Regions from separate parts of the Mus musculus genome. Here regions 1 and 3 are each linked to region 2. A link is a contact called in public Hi-C and HiChIP or PLAC-seq data. All regions are on one chromosome and are shown on one strand. The core of a region is the stretch at or near the end of the contact, and the rest is flanking DNA. Distances in the headings are between cores, read along the strand shown. Region 1 holds the start of Adcy3 (adenylate cyclase 3). Region 2 holds the start of Dtnb (dystrobrevin, beta). Region 3 holds the start of Cenpo (centromere protein O).

Region 1 (4,379 bases), core at 1,534-4,033, 560 kb after region 2:
TAATTCTTTAAACAGTCAGGGTGGAGAGTGGGGCTGGGACATTGGCAGGACTGGAAGGCCTAACAAGGAAGCTCAGGTCAGGGTCCAGGCATATGATGTGCCCTTGACACACAACGGACTAGAGAGGAGCCCAAGGGTTGGAAGACTCAGAGATGTAATATGAGTGTCCTTGTGTCAAAACAAATCCCATGAGGTGTGGTGGTACACCCTTTTAATCCCAGAATTTAGGAGTCAGAGGCTCCTAGATTTCTAAAATGAGGCCAGCCTGGTTTATGAAACAAGTTCCAGGACAGCCAGGGTTACATGGAGAAATCATCTCAAAAAACTAAACTAAACTAAACTAAACTAAGTAAGTAAGTAAGAAAGTAAGTAAATAACTGGTTTTAAAAAAAAAAAAAGTTTTTTGCTTGCCTGTGTGTATGCGCAGTGTGTATGCATTTCTGGAGTGTCTGTTGCTCGCAGAGGCCAGAAGAGGGTGCCAAATCTCCTAGAACTAAAGTTATAGATTGTGAGCCACTCAGTGTGGGTGCTGGAGACCGAACCTGGATCCTTTGTAAGAATAGCAAGTGCTCTTAACCACTGTAGGCACTGGGACTGAACCTAGACCTTGTATAAGGAATGTCCTCTAGCACTGAGCTGCGTCCCTAGCAGTTCAGGTATACCTCACTTAATGGTTTTCTTTTATGAGACAAGGTCTCACATAGCCCAGGCTTCAGACTTGCTGAGCAGCTCTGGGTGACCTTGAACTTTTGATTGTGCTGGGATCTCAGGCATTTAATACCTCTGGTTTGCAATGCTGGGATGCAGGCCTCTTGGATGCTAGTCAGAAACTAACATTCACAGCCTAGCCACTAGCTTTTCTCCCCCCCCCCTTTTGAAAATCAATGAATTCCTTTGTTAAAAGTAAAAACCACATCCTTTATCGTCATGTAACAAGTTGCAATAAATTCCTGGACCCCAAACAACTTAAACTGATGGGGCTGGTGCTTTGTACAGAGTTCACCCTCCGCCTCTATTTGAAGTTAGTTATTGTGCTTTGCCTTTCTAATCAAAGCCCTGGAGAGTGTGGGCTGAGGCACGTGGGAGGGATGGGGAGTGCAGGGTGGGGGGTACTGATCTTGTCAGACAATTTGAGGGACACCCATACACACAGCAATGGAAGACCAATTAAGTGATGGACTATTCCCTGGGTGTTGTGAATGTATGCCTGAAGTTCTAAATGGACATCTATCCCTGAGTGACAGGGCATCCCTCGCTAGCTCCCCATCCCCTGTGTCTGTTTTTCTTCTCTCATCTTTAGCTGCCCCCAAAGCTTGATCCCTTAATGCTGAGGGCTGTCCTCAGTCCCTTGAGCACATTTTCTTCTAAAACGACTTTCACTCCTAACAAGGTGTTCTGTCAAATTCAAGGAAAATAATTGATGCTACGGCTTAGGAGATGGACAGGTCCAAAAGGAGCATTTGCTTCTTTAAGGAAGAACTCAAATACATCCCAATTGGTTGGATGTGCACTGGAGATCTTCGTGAAGCAAGGCCTCTTTCAGGTCCACGTGCCAGGCACCAATCAAGCTACTTCAGTCCTCTTTTGTCACCAGTTTCGGCTGCTTATTCCCTCGAAGAGAGATCAAGCCCCACGCTTGACGTCTGGGCTGCCAGGGTGGGCGGAGACACTGAGATGGGGCGCGCCCACTCAGGGAGCTGCCCCCAAACCTCAGCCCGAGGCCTCTCCTGTCCCCGGAAGGAAGCCAGGGTAGAAGAAGGGCGGCCGGGGTGCCCCAGCACGCCTCACCTTCAGGGAAGATACGTCCCGGGCTTTGATCTTCCGTAACACGGCCTGTTTGGGGGCAAGGCGCAGATTCGCCTCGTTCCTTTCTATCTGCCACCAATTCGGCGTTTCCACGCAGTCGTCGCCGGGCGCTGGCAAGAGGGAGACACCGGGGACAGCGAGGGGGCCCCTCCACCCGGCGCCCAGGAGGCGGCGACAAGGCGGGGAGGGGCCGCCCGCCTCCTGGGGCCTGCGGCGCGTGTGAATCAGTGTGCAGAGCGCAGCGCACGGACTCGGCTGGCTCGCCCTGCGTGCGGGGAGAGGATGCTGGCAAGCTGCCCCGGCCTGGGCCCGCCATCCGCAGCGCGCGCCGCCGCCGTCCTCTGCGCCCACCGATGCTGAGCCGCAGCCTCGCGCCTCTCCCAGCCTGACCCGGGGCCTGACCGCGAGGGGACCCGCGCACAGGCTCCGGGTGGACGAGCTGGCGCGGCGGCACTGCGGGAAGCAGCCTGCGGCTCGCTGAAGCCCACTTGGCTTGGCTCCGCAGCCCCGGTTTGGAGCGCGCGGCTCCCGAGTTCCCGCACAGGTCAGCGCCAAGCTACGACCCAGGGCTGGATGGACTTCCACGAGGCTGCAGAGCCCGAGGTTGGGAAGGGGCTGGATTCTCCCAGGGGTGGGTGGGGGAAAGGAAGTAAACAGAAGGGAGATGAGGGAATCCCCAGGACCGCTCCGGCTCCTTCCAGGCACGTTTTCTTTTCAGCTTGGAGCCAGTGGGCCTGAAGGGAATTTAGGTGAGGAAGTCAGGGATAGAGCCGGGCATACAAGGAATGGAGAGATGGCTAGGCCCCTCCAGAAGCCCGACGCAGGAAACCGGGTGTCTGGTGTGGACTGGACTGAGTGTGTGGGCGTGCTTGGGAGGCTGTGGTGTTGGAGGCTTGTGTAGCATGGATCTGTATGAGGGGTAGGTTGGGTCAAGGAAAGAGGCGCCATGTCCTTAGCCATGTCCTTTTAAGTTGCAGATGTTCGGTGCCACCTGTGTCCTGGGAACCCACTAAGCATTCCAGCTCCAGTTGGACGCCCTTCATTCATAACCAAGAGGAACCTCCCCGCCTTCCCCGGGTCTTACGAAGCCCTGGTGAAGTGGCTTGACCTGCAGGTCTCCCTTCCTCATTAGAAACAGCCAGCAGCCAACATGCCGAGGAACCAGGGCTTCTCGGATCCCGAGTACTCGGCAGAGTACTCAGCTGAATACTCGGTCAGCCTGCCCTCTGACCCCGACCGCGGGGTCGGCCGGACCCATGAAATTTCTGTGCGGAACTCGGGGTCCTGCCTGTGCCTGCCTCGCTTTATGCGGCTGACCTTCGTGCCTGAGTCCTTGGAGAACCTCTACCAGACCTACTTCAAAAGGCAGCGCCATGAGACCCTGCTGGTGCTGGTGGTCTTTGCGGCCCTCTTTGACTGCTACGTGGTAGTGATGTGCGCGGTGGTCTTCTCCAGCGACAAGCTGGCGCCCCTCATGGTGGCAGGCTTCGGTCTGGTGTTGGACATCATCCTTTTCGTGCTCTGTAAAAAGGGGCTGCTCCCGGACCGAGTGAGCCGCAAAGTGGTACCCTACCTGCTGTGGCTGCTCATCTCGGCCCAGATCTTCTCCTACCTGGGCCTGAACTTTTCACGGGCCCACGCAGCCAGTGACACTGTGGGTTGGCAGGCTTTCTTTGTCTTCTCCTTCTTCATAACGCTGCCCCTCAGCCTCAGCCCCATCGTGATCATCTCTGTGGTCTCCTGTGTTGTGCACACGCTTGTGTTGGGGGTCACTGTGGCCCAGCAGCAGCAGGATGAGCTGGAAGGGATGCAGCTGCTGAGGGAGGTGAGTCCCACCCTCCTCCCTATCTGTCTATTGTATTCCTTCTCTTCCAGCCAAGTGTCACTCAGGTGGGATTGCTTTCAATGCCAGGAGTTGAACACGTCCTGAGCGGCCTTGGGGTCCCAGTTGTCAGTTCAGAGGACTACCTCTCAGCCCCTGGGAGTGTGCACCCCGATGTCATATGGTGTTTTTCCTAGAGAAAGAACACTGGGCCTCGGGGCCACTCAGCCAACTGTGCCTGGTTGGAGTTGGTGACAGCACCTTGGATCTTGGTGTGGAGGAAGTCTTGCTCAGCCAGTCTATGACCCAGGTCAAGAGACGGCTTGTGGCAAACTCTGCTTAACTCCAGATGGTGTTTGACTTGTGGGGGTTCAGTGCTCTCAGTCAAATGGGGATCCTGTCTGCCCTGGATGCAGAAGTGGCTGTTATCAAGATCCAAGGGAACAGAGATGAAAGCCTGTTAGGTTATGTGAAGAGCTTAAGGAGGGAAGGCGTGGTTATTAGATACCCTGCTTCTTCCTTAGAGCTCAGAGCATCACCAGCAGATAGGTGATGTAAGGGAGGGTGGTCTCCCATAGAAGGCAGAAGTGGGGACACAACCGGGACGGTTGTCATAGCCGCTGTGGTGTGGAGTGTGGTGTTGCGGCCTAGCAGGCTAGTTCCACTGAAGGCGTGGACAGTTGAGATTCAGCTTTGCTGATTTGCGTTCCCACCAAGTGCTGCGAGAGATGGGCTGTGATTCTGGTCTGAA
Region 2 (3,910 bases), core at 362-2,861:
GCTTCAGCTCCTGCCTCCAGGTTCTGAATGCTCCAGGTGTCTGAGGCACCGTGCTGGTTCCTGTAGCTTCAGTTTCATACTCTACCTCTTTGCAACAGAGTCAAGGTTTTTACCCATCAATGCCTTCCCCATAGTAGGAGCTCAACACATGGTAAGAAACTAAAGGTCTCTTGACATAGTCTGAGGATCCTTACATGGTTACAGCAGCCACCACCTAGCAACCAGTGAGACTCTTCCAAACATGCAAAACAGTCACACAATTCATGTGTGAAAAGTAATGTATCCCCTCTCACACAAAAAACCTCACTTACTCTAAGTTATCAGCACAGCACTGCCTTCACCATGGGAATTTAAAAATAGATTGTGAGAAGAGGAGGAAAAGGGTGTCCTAGAGGCAGGCTGCCAGTCTGATTGAAGCAGGTGGCATGATCTGCCTTTCCATAAGGTGCCAGAAGGCTTCAAAAAGCATCCCTAAAGCACACAGGCCTACTGCTGCTTTCCTTAACATGTGCACATCCACACGCACCAAAAGTCTAATGGATCATGCCGCTGTCTTAAAGTTGAGGGAAAACATTTATCTTTTGAGCCATTAAAAGAAGACTTTGATGTCCCTAGAGAGTTTGGAAAAGCTTCTATAAAAAATGGCAATATGAGGGGCTGGAGAGATAGCTAAGTAGTTAAGAGCACTTGCTATGTTATCAGAGGACCTGGGTTTGATTCCCCAGCATCCAGGTGTCATTTCACACTCTTCTGGCCTCGGGGTGGCACTCACAGGGTGCACACACATTGCAGCCCAAACACTCATACACATAAAATAAAGTCCTTTAAAAAAATGATATGAAGCGGGGGGGGGGGGGGGGGGTAGTGGCGCACGCCTTTAATCCCAGCACTAGGGAGGCAGAGTCAGGCGGATTTCTGAGTTCGAGGCCAGCCTGGTCTACAAAGTGAGTTCCAGGACAGTCAGGGCTACACAGAGAAACCCTGTCTCGAAAAACCAAAACCAAAAAAAAAAAAAAAAGAGTTGGTAATGAATAAATAAATAAATAGATGCTAGATAAATAAATGAAGCTTTGTCGCCCCTGCTCCGTTGCTCAAGCTGTTTAATGTCTAAATAGTCCCACTTTTAGGAACTACTGAACAACTAAGCGGAAAGTAATGTCTCTCCTTCATCCTCTCACCGCATCCGGCTGTGGCTTGGCTTTGCGCAGGGGACCAGACTCGGTCCTTCGCAAGGCTGCTCTTCTCCCTAAGTTATGCATTCTTGGGGACCAGGGGCCGTGACCCGGATCGTGTCCATCGGGCACCAGGCGCGGAGTCAGGGCTCAGCGAGCCTGCTGAGGCAATGTGGAAAGTCACTCGGGGGAGGACCCGCGCTCGAGGCAATGATTCACCGGGTGTTTCTTCGCATTCCTTAAGGTGCAGTCACGTCGGCGCAGCACGCAGCCGCCCGGCAGCTACCTGTGGAGTGGAAGGGCAAGTCCACCTCCACCTCCGCGGCCGGCGCACAGCAGAGGCCCGGAGGGGGCGCGCGAACCCGCGGGAGGGCACTCGGCCGCCTCCCCGCCCCCTCTCGCGGCGGAAGCCCCGCCCCTCCGCGCGCCCGCCCTCCGCGCGCACCCGCCCTCGCCCTCGCGCCCTCGCGCCCTCGCGCCGGGGGCGGGCTCGCTGCGCGTGCCGGGCGGGGAAGCGGCGCGAGCCGGCGCCGTTCCGTTCGCCGCGGGGGCGGCTCCGGGGCCTGAGTGGGCGCCGCCGCCTCAGTCGCTGCTTGCTGCTTCAGCCGCCTCAGCCGAGGGGGCCGGGTTGGAGGAGGCTGCGGCCGCCGGAGAGCCACGCGACGGCCCCTCAGCTCCGGCCGGGAAGCGAGCCAGGTGGGGAGTCCGCCGGGGCTGGAGGAGCGAGAAGGAGGGCTGCGGGGTGGCGGAGTGCGCGGCCCTGGAGCGGCGACCCTTGGGAGACAGCACGCCGGGCCGGGGAGGGCTCTCCGGTCACCCGCGCGCGCGGGGGCCCGCGGAGCGCAGAGCCGGGCTGCGCGCGCTGCTGATGCATCCTGAGCCCGGCTGGCGGGGAGGAGGCTCCGCGTTAGGTGCTGAAGGGGGCGAAGGCGGCAGGTCCTGGCAGAGGGCAGGTGAGGTAGGCAGGCCCTGGCAGAGGGAAGGGAATTCATTCCAGATCACCTCTCAGTGTCCCCCGAGGCTCCCGGTAGACGAACCTGTCCACCCAGGTCACCCCTGTTGGGCACAGTGTCCGGAGAAGAGGGAGGATGCAGCTGACGAATGCTTGCTGTTAAATTTCTGTGCCAGGCCTTAGGGAATCAGGGAGACCTTCCAGCATTCTCTGCAAGCGTTTATTGATTAGCTACGGAGCAGGAGAGAACCGCGGTCAGCGCCTGGGTCACGACTTTATCACTCTCAGCCATCTTTTGCTGTTGAAGTGCTGACAGTTCGGCTGTGAAAGTATGCACACAAAATGTAAAGTGCTCTATTTCATGTTTCCTGTTCTGTTCACTTCAGGTCCCTTTAGGATTTTCCCAGCCCTGGGAAACTGGAGCCGTAAGTTGCTTGGTTTGTGGAGAAAGTAAGATAGTTGAGGAAAGCTGGTGGGAACTATTGAGAAGAGATTTGAAGGATCTTACTGACATTTAAAAGAGGGGTGGGGAGGGGGAGAAGAAATCTGGAAGAAGAATCTTGCCTTCCCAGCTAGAATTAAGCTCCGTGCCTGTTTTCTGTTCAGTCCTCCGGATGTGGCCTGGATCCCAGCAGCCCTACAGTGGATGCCCACTGCAGAATGGATGGAGGAAGCAGGGGCTTGAGTGTCAGTCTCTGTAGAGTTAGGGATGATCGCTGGACTTCCTTTGGTCCTCGGATTCTCTTTTTGCCTCTTCAGGTAACCCAGGCACTGGTAGGTTAAAACAGTGGCTTAGGTGGCAGACTCCGGTGGCCTGTGGCCACTCTTCTTCATCCACGTGGTTCTTGCATGTTGTGCACCAGGAGCTTAATCTCTGGGTGGTGCTCTGGTCTTTTCTCTCTTTGGCTTTTTTCTGGTCGTTTGAGGAGGATGGGAGGGTGCTTTTGCTTAGAGAACACTTTATAATTTCTGTCCTGCCTCTCGGATCTTGGTTCTGAAGGGAGAGAATGCTTCTTTCTGTCTCTTTAGTTCTGTAAGGGCTGGACTTCTGTCCTCCACCTTGCCTGGACTCTCCAGTCCCAGGCTGCTGCTTCCTTTCCCTCGCTTGCAGTGCCTGTTGGATTACTTTGCTTGCCAAAGTAAAACTTGACCTTTTATGTGTTCTCTGAGGATTTTTAGCAGACTTAAGTGGAGCTACCTCTGAAGGGGTTGTGCAGTCAAGGTGGTGCTGGCAGAGTCTTTATGTTCACTGAATTTTGCCCAGGAGACAGAATTTCTACTTAAAGTATTAGCGTGCAGAGGATTTCCGTTTATCATTTATTTCATGTCTTGGATGTTAACATAACTGACTCCTCATATAAAAAATGAGAGCAATATTAATCCAGACTTGTCATTGCATGTATAATAAGCCTTCATTTATTTTATTTTAATTACTCTGTACTTCAGAGTATAATCATTAAGTTTCGATTAGGTTTTGTTTTAGGGTGCCTTGTTTCAGGCACTTCTAACATTTTATTTAGATATTTAATTTACATTTATTTGAAAATAAACCCTCTGTCCCCGGTTTTTTTTTTTTTAAATAGGCTCTTGCTGAATAGCTCCAGCTGGCTTGGTACTCGATATACTGTAGCCCAGGTTGTAAGCTGGCTTTGAACTTATGGCTATCCTTCTATTAGTCCCTTCTGTGAACCACCATACCTGATTAAAACAAACCTTTTCTTTCGTCTTTTGTCTTTTTCCTTTTTTTTTTTTTTTTGATAGGGTCTCTCTGTGTCATTCTGACTAA
Region 3 (4,560 bases), core at 442-2,941, 660 kb after region 2:
TTGAGACAGGGTCTTTCCTACACGACTGGCCCAGAATTCACTATGTAGATCAGGCTGTCCTTGAACTCACAGAGATCCACCTGCTTCCACCCAGAGTGCTGGGATCAAAGACATGTACCATCACAACTGGTCTGCCATAAATTTATAAAGCCATAGGCCCAAATAACCAAACCAGAGACCATTAACCTCTCTGCTGGCCACTGGTGTAAAAACACCCACTAATTAGTACGCTCACTTGAAAAGAACAAGAGACTCCTGATTTGTCTACTGCTTGCTTTGTGGGCAGCAGCATTTCATCTAAGCCTGCTTATCACAGAAGCACAAATCTATGGTGGGAAAGGCCGATTCTCCATGCTTTCCCACAACCCAGATGAAACCTCCCTAGAGAAGTCCAATGCTTCACCTCATGTAACTAGTTTCCTTAAGCAGATCCAATATTTACTTTGCAGGGTTCACAAGAATATACATTCACAAAAATCCTTTCTTCATTTGTCTTGGGACAGCCCAGACCTGGCTCATTCATCTATCCAGCCAAGGCTAGACATCAAATTACTAGTGTATAGCTCCTTTAAAAAACAAACAAACCAACTTGCATAAGATCAAGAGAGAGCCACAGTAGGCAGCATGTTGGCCCTTCACTTGCTTTTCTTCCCGTTACTGACTCCTGACTTCTTTTATTTCCTCTGGAGCCTGAGCACAGCAGTTCCTTCTCTCTGCTGTATTTAGTTCCTCTCCAAGTTCACACGATAAGCAGTGGTAATTGCCAAGCAGAGAGAGAAAACCAACATAATCATAACTAAATGTTTCAATCTTTTGGATTGGAGATGACAAGGGAACTGGAGAATAATTGACCTGTCGAAGTTTGATGATTATTCACAAACTTTCACTCGTCACTTGTTTAGCCAGGTGTGCTGACACACAGAAGGGCAAGTTACTGGCAAATTTGGGATTACATAGTAATTTAGTTCTAGGGTATGGATTATACTTGATTGCAACATATTTTTAACAATTAAGTCATCAAACTTTTAGTTTTTAGTAACAATTTCAACCCACATGATGCTTTCACATTAAGTTTTGTTTAAAGGAGAAAGAAAATGAGGCAGAACTATAATGTGTCCAAGCCACAAAATTTCCTAAGATAGAGCCCTGAATCAAATCCATATCTAATCGCCAAAGTTACTGCCTTACAGTGTCCCTTCCTTTGCAATAAAGTCTGGAAACACTGTGGTACAGAGAAAGCCAAACCCCTTTGAATACCTCCTTTGCACTTCCTGCCTGGACACAAAGTATTTGCAGACTCCATCTCCTCTTCGGGTTCTCAAGTGTTTTTTCTTACGATGCTGGACGTACAAGGCAGGGTTAACATGGACCCGAACGTCCTTAACTGTAAATAGTAAAAGACACGCAATCACCAATCTATTGCCACTATTGCCTGACAGTCCCGGGATAAGCAAAGTGTCCCCGCTGGCGTCCCTTACCTTGGACTGGTCAGCCCTGTCCACGCCTACCTCACCGCCGTGGCCACTATGGTCCAGCCGGGCTTCCTCGAACACCCAAAGAAGCTGTACAGTAATGCTAATCTGTCTACCACTGGGTCTTGCTTTCTCGCCAAAGCTCCCTCACTCAGGATGCAGTTTAAGAATTCCCGCCGAGAGCAACTGAAGTAACAACGTAACCCACTGATCCCAGAGTGCTTTGTGCTTCCGCCGTACACGAACATGGTGGCGCCCAGCAGCTCCACACTAATCCCAGCATGCACCGCAAGGTACGTCCGGCCAGTCTGATGATCAGGAAGATGGCATGCTCTGGGGTGGAGCCACAGATCCTTGTACAGTACTTAGTATTACGAAAGGATCTATCTCAGGCTCCCTTTTCCTGGCCCACCGGCGCACTGGTAGCGCAGGCTTGTCACGCCGCCACAGCAGCCTTGCACCTTCATCGAGACCATCCGCACACGGCAGCTTATCTCCGGGAGCTGGGGCGCATGCGCAAGGTGGTTCTCGAGGTGAGGCGTGGGGAGTATCCGGAGGGACCCTAAACGGGGGTGGGGTGCCGAGGCCGGAAGTAGATCTGCTCTTGGGCCCAACCCTTAGCTTCCGGAAGTACGTGTGGCATGATTGTAGGAGGGATCACTAAGAGTTTGGGAATGGTCTGCGCTACGCAGTGAACCTTCCCTTTGGCAGAGCATGACTGTGAAGAACCGACGCAGACCCTGCTATCACAGCGTTCACCAGAAATTGGTTGTTCCAGTGTCCCTTAGATCCCTGGGAACGAAGCTGGGGAAAGCGTGGCGCTTATGCCTGTGCACCAATCTGCCTTTTAAAACTGGGCCTAGCCGGGCGAGGTGGCGCACGCCTTTAATCCCAGCACTTGGGAGGCAGAGGCAGGCAGATTTCTGAGTTCGAGGCCAGCCTGGGCTACAAAGTGAGTTCCAGAACAGCCAGGGCTATACAGAGAAACCCTGTCTCAAAAAAAAAAAAAAAAAAAAAAAAAAAAAGAAAGAAAAAGAAAAAAGCTGGGCCTAAAATTAGCACTGCCTTAATATTGTTAGTAAGAAATAGAGGCTGTTTATTTAAAAGGAGAAATGCTCAGTGAGTGGGGAAAAGGAGTATGTTTTTCAGAAGCTCTGAGTCTCAAGTCTCCTAACTGACATTTACATAGCACCTGCTTCTCTAGAGAAATCTTTATCCAGGAAAACACTGGCAAAGGGGTGAGAGTGGAGGAACAATGGCCAAAGGGACCAACGTGCCAACCTACATCTGTGTTCAACTTTCTGAGGGGTCCTTTCCCATCTTGGTGATTTACATACGCATTTGATTAACCCTTTTTTAAAGATCTACTTAAATTCTGTGTAGGTGTGTGTGTCTGTGGGACATATGCACATGGGTGCAGACGTGTAGGTGTGTGTGTCTGTGGGACGTATGCACATGGGTGCAGACGTGTAGGTGTGTGTGTCTGTGGGACGTATGCACATGGGAGGACAGAGTAGGATGTAGGCTCTTCTGCAGTTATAGGCAGTGAGAACATCCCACTGTGGGTTCTAGGAACTGAACTCTGGTCCTCTGGACACGGAGCATCTCCTCAGCTCCTGGACTAACTCTTAAGGGTTAGGACCATATGATATTCTTTACCAGAAAGCCTTCTCCTAGATCTCCTGGAATTTAAAAAAGTTGTATTTGTATCCAGGTCAAGATCCTGTTGGCCTTAGATCCTATTCTGCTGACCAAAAAGCATATAATAGGGTAGATGAAAAGGGTTGGTGAGATGGCTCATTGGGTAAAGGCATATGCCACCAAGTCTGACAACCCTAGTTCTATCCCTGGACTCACTTGATGGGAAGAAAAAAAAAACAAAAACAAATCTTACAAGTTATTCTCAGTGTGCATGCATAATATAATATTCTAGTTTGCTTTTTGTTGCTGAGAAAAATACCATGGCCAAAAAAAAATCAACTTGGGAAGGAAAGGATTTATTACACCTTACAGGTTACATCAATCATCTAGAGAAGCCAAAGCAGGAACTTAAGGCAGAAATCTTGAAGCAGAAACCACAGAGGAACACTGTTTACTGGCTCTCCTGACCTTCAACTATTTTACTTATACACTTAAGGCCAATTTGCCTAGGGATGGTACTGCCCACAGTGGACTGAGCCCTCTTATATCAAATAGTTGAGAGATGTGTCCTGCATCAACTTAGGCTTGGGCCTGAGGGGATGAGAGAGGGAGAAGGAAAGTATATGTAATTTTAGAAGTCTTCCCAGTGGTCAGCTGAGTCACAGATAGCTTAAGGGTGAAGGTGAGCTGCAGTAGGCGCCAGCCATAGGGAACTAGAAACTATATAGCAGAATTCAATACAAAAAAGAGAATTGCATTTTATTAACAGGGTATCGAGCCTCCTTCTCAGCCCCTTCCTAGCCACTTCTGTAAGATCCTAAAAAAAGGAAATAGCAAACCAATGGGCACAACTGTTGCTCTACAGTTCTTTGGTGGAGCCACAGCTCCAGTTACAGAGCCCGTCCCCACTCTTGTGACCTTCTGACACTTCCTAAATGGGTCATTCAGTCTGTGTTGTGTGTTCTGCAACTTGTAGGCTGCTGATGAGACCACCTTGAAGGAGCTGGCTGAGACCCTGCAGCAGAAGAACATTGACCACACGCTGTGGCTGGAGCAGCCGGAGAACATTGCCACATGCATAGCCCTGAGGCCATACCCCAAGGAAGAAGTGAGCCAGTATTTGAAGAAGTTCCGATTGTTCAAGTGACTGTAGTTCTGGGAGAACTGAAAGTCAGCTGGGTCTGGGGAGCCAAATGGCCACCATCCTGAAGCATTGTGGGTTCCTTTCAATGTTGTTATACTCTTCCCCTCTAGTTATGGTGGTTTCTTAAGAACCAGCACAAATTCAAATTAAAGCTCTCATTAATAAGCACCTACTACTATCATCATTATCATCATTGCCACTAAGTTCAAGTGAGGAGAGTGGATAAGCATCACTATTATCTGTGGGTCATCGCTGACACACAATATGTTTTCTGTTGGGAATAATGGACTTCAGGTCACTCAG

What was found. A called contact is a pair of places that touch in the nucleus more often than the background predicts. HiChIP or PLAC-seq counts read pairs in DNA pulled down with a chosen protein or histone mark.
Region 1: a Hi-C map of CD8 T cells shows a contact between it and region 2, with 5 times the contacts expected there. The contact joins the promoter of Adcy3 here to the promoter of Dtnb in region 2. A contact is called at or near these places in 1 of 39 promoter capture datasets (pre-B cells), 1 of 484 Hi-C or Micro-C datasets (CD8 T cells) and 1 of 9 other capture datasets (pancreatic islet).
Region 3: an H3K27ac HiChIP or PLAC-seq map of microglia shows a contact between it and region 2, with 5 times the contacts expected there. The contact joins the promoter of Cenpo here to the promoter of Dtnb in region 2. A contact is called at or near these places in 3 of 39 promoter capture datasets (frontonasal cranial neural crest, liver and pre-B cells) and 3 of 115 datasets of contacts at active chromatin or transcription factors (extraembryonic endoderm stem cells, microglia and thymic regulatory T cells).

What each region holds. Positions count from the first base shown.
Region 1 is chr12:4,131,370-4,135,748 of GRCm38.p6, forward strand. It overlaps Adcy3 (adenylate cyclase 3), which reads left to right and starts at 2,784. Exons shown (of 21, transcript NM_138305.3): 1 at 2,784-3,631. The coding sequence starts at 2,957.
Region 2 is chr12:3,570,780-3,574,689 of GRCm38.p6, forward strand. It overlaps Dtnb (dystrobrevin, beta), which reads left to right and starts at 1,612. Exons shown (of 18, transcript NM_001162465.2): 1 at 1,612-1,868.
Region 3 is chr12:4,232,274-4,236,833 of GRCm38.p6, forward strand. Cenpo (centromere protein O) reads right to left here and starts at 1,692. Exons shown (of 7, transcript NM_134046.6): 1 at 1,479-1,692; 2 at 1,258-1,384. The coding sequence starts at 1,303. Ptrhd1 (peptidyl-tRNA hydrolase domain containing 1) reads left to right here and starts at 1,740. Exons shown (of 2, transcript NM_001204912.2): 1 at 1,740-2,005; 2 at 4,090-4,560. The coding sequence starts at 1,754. The coding sequence ends at 4,260.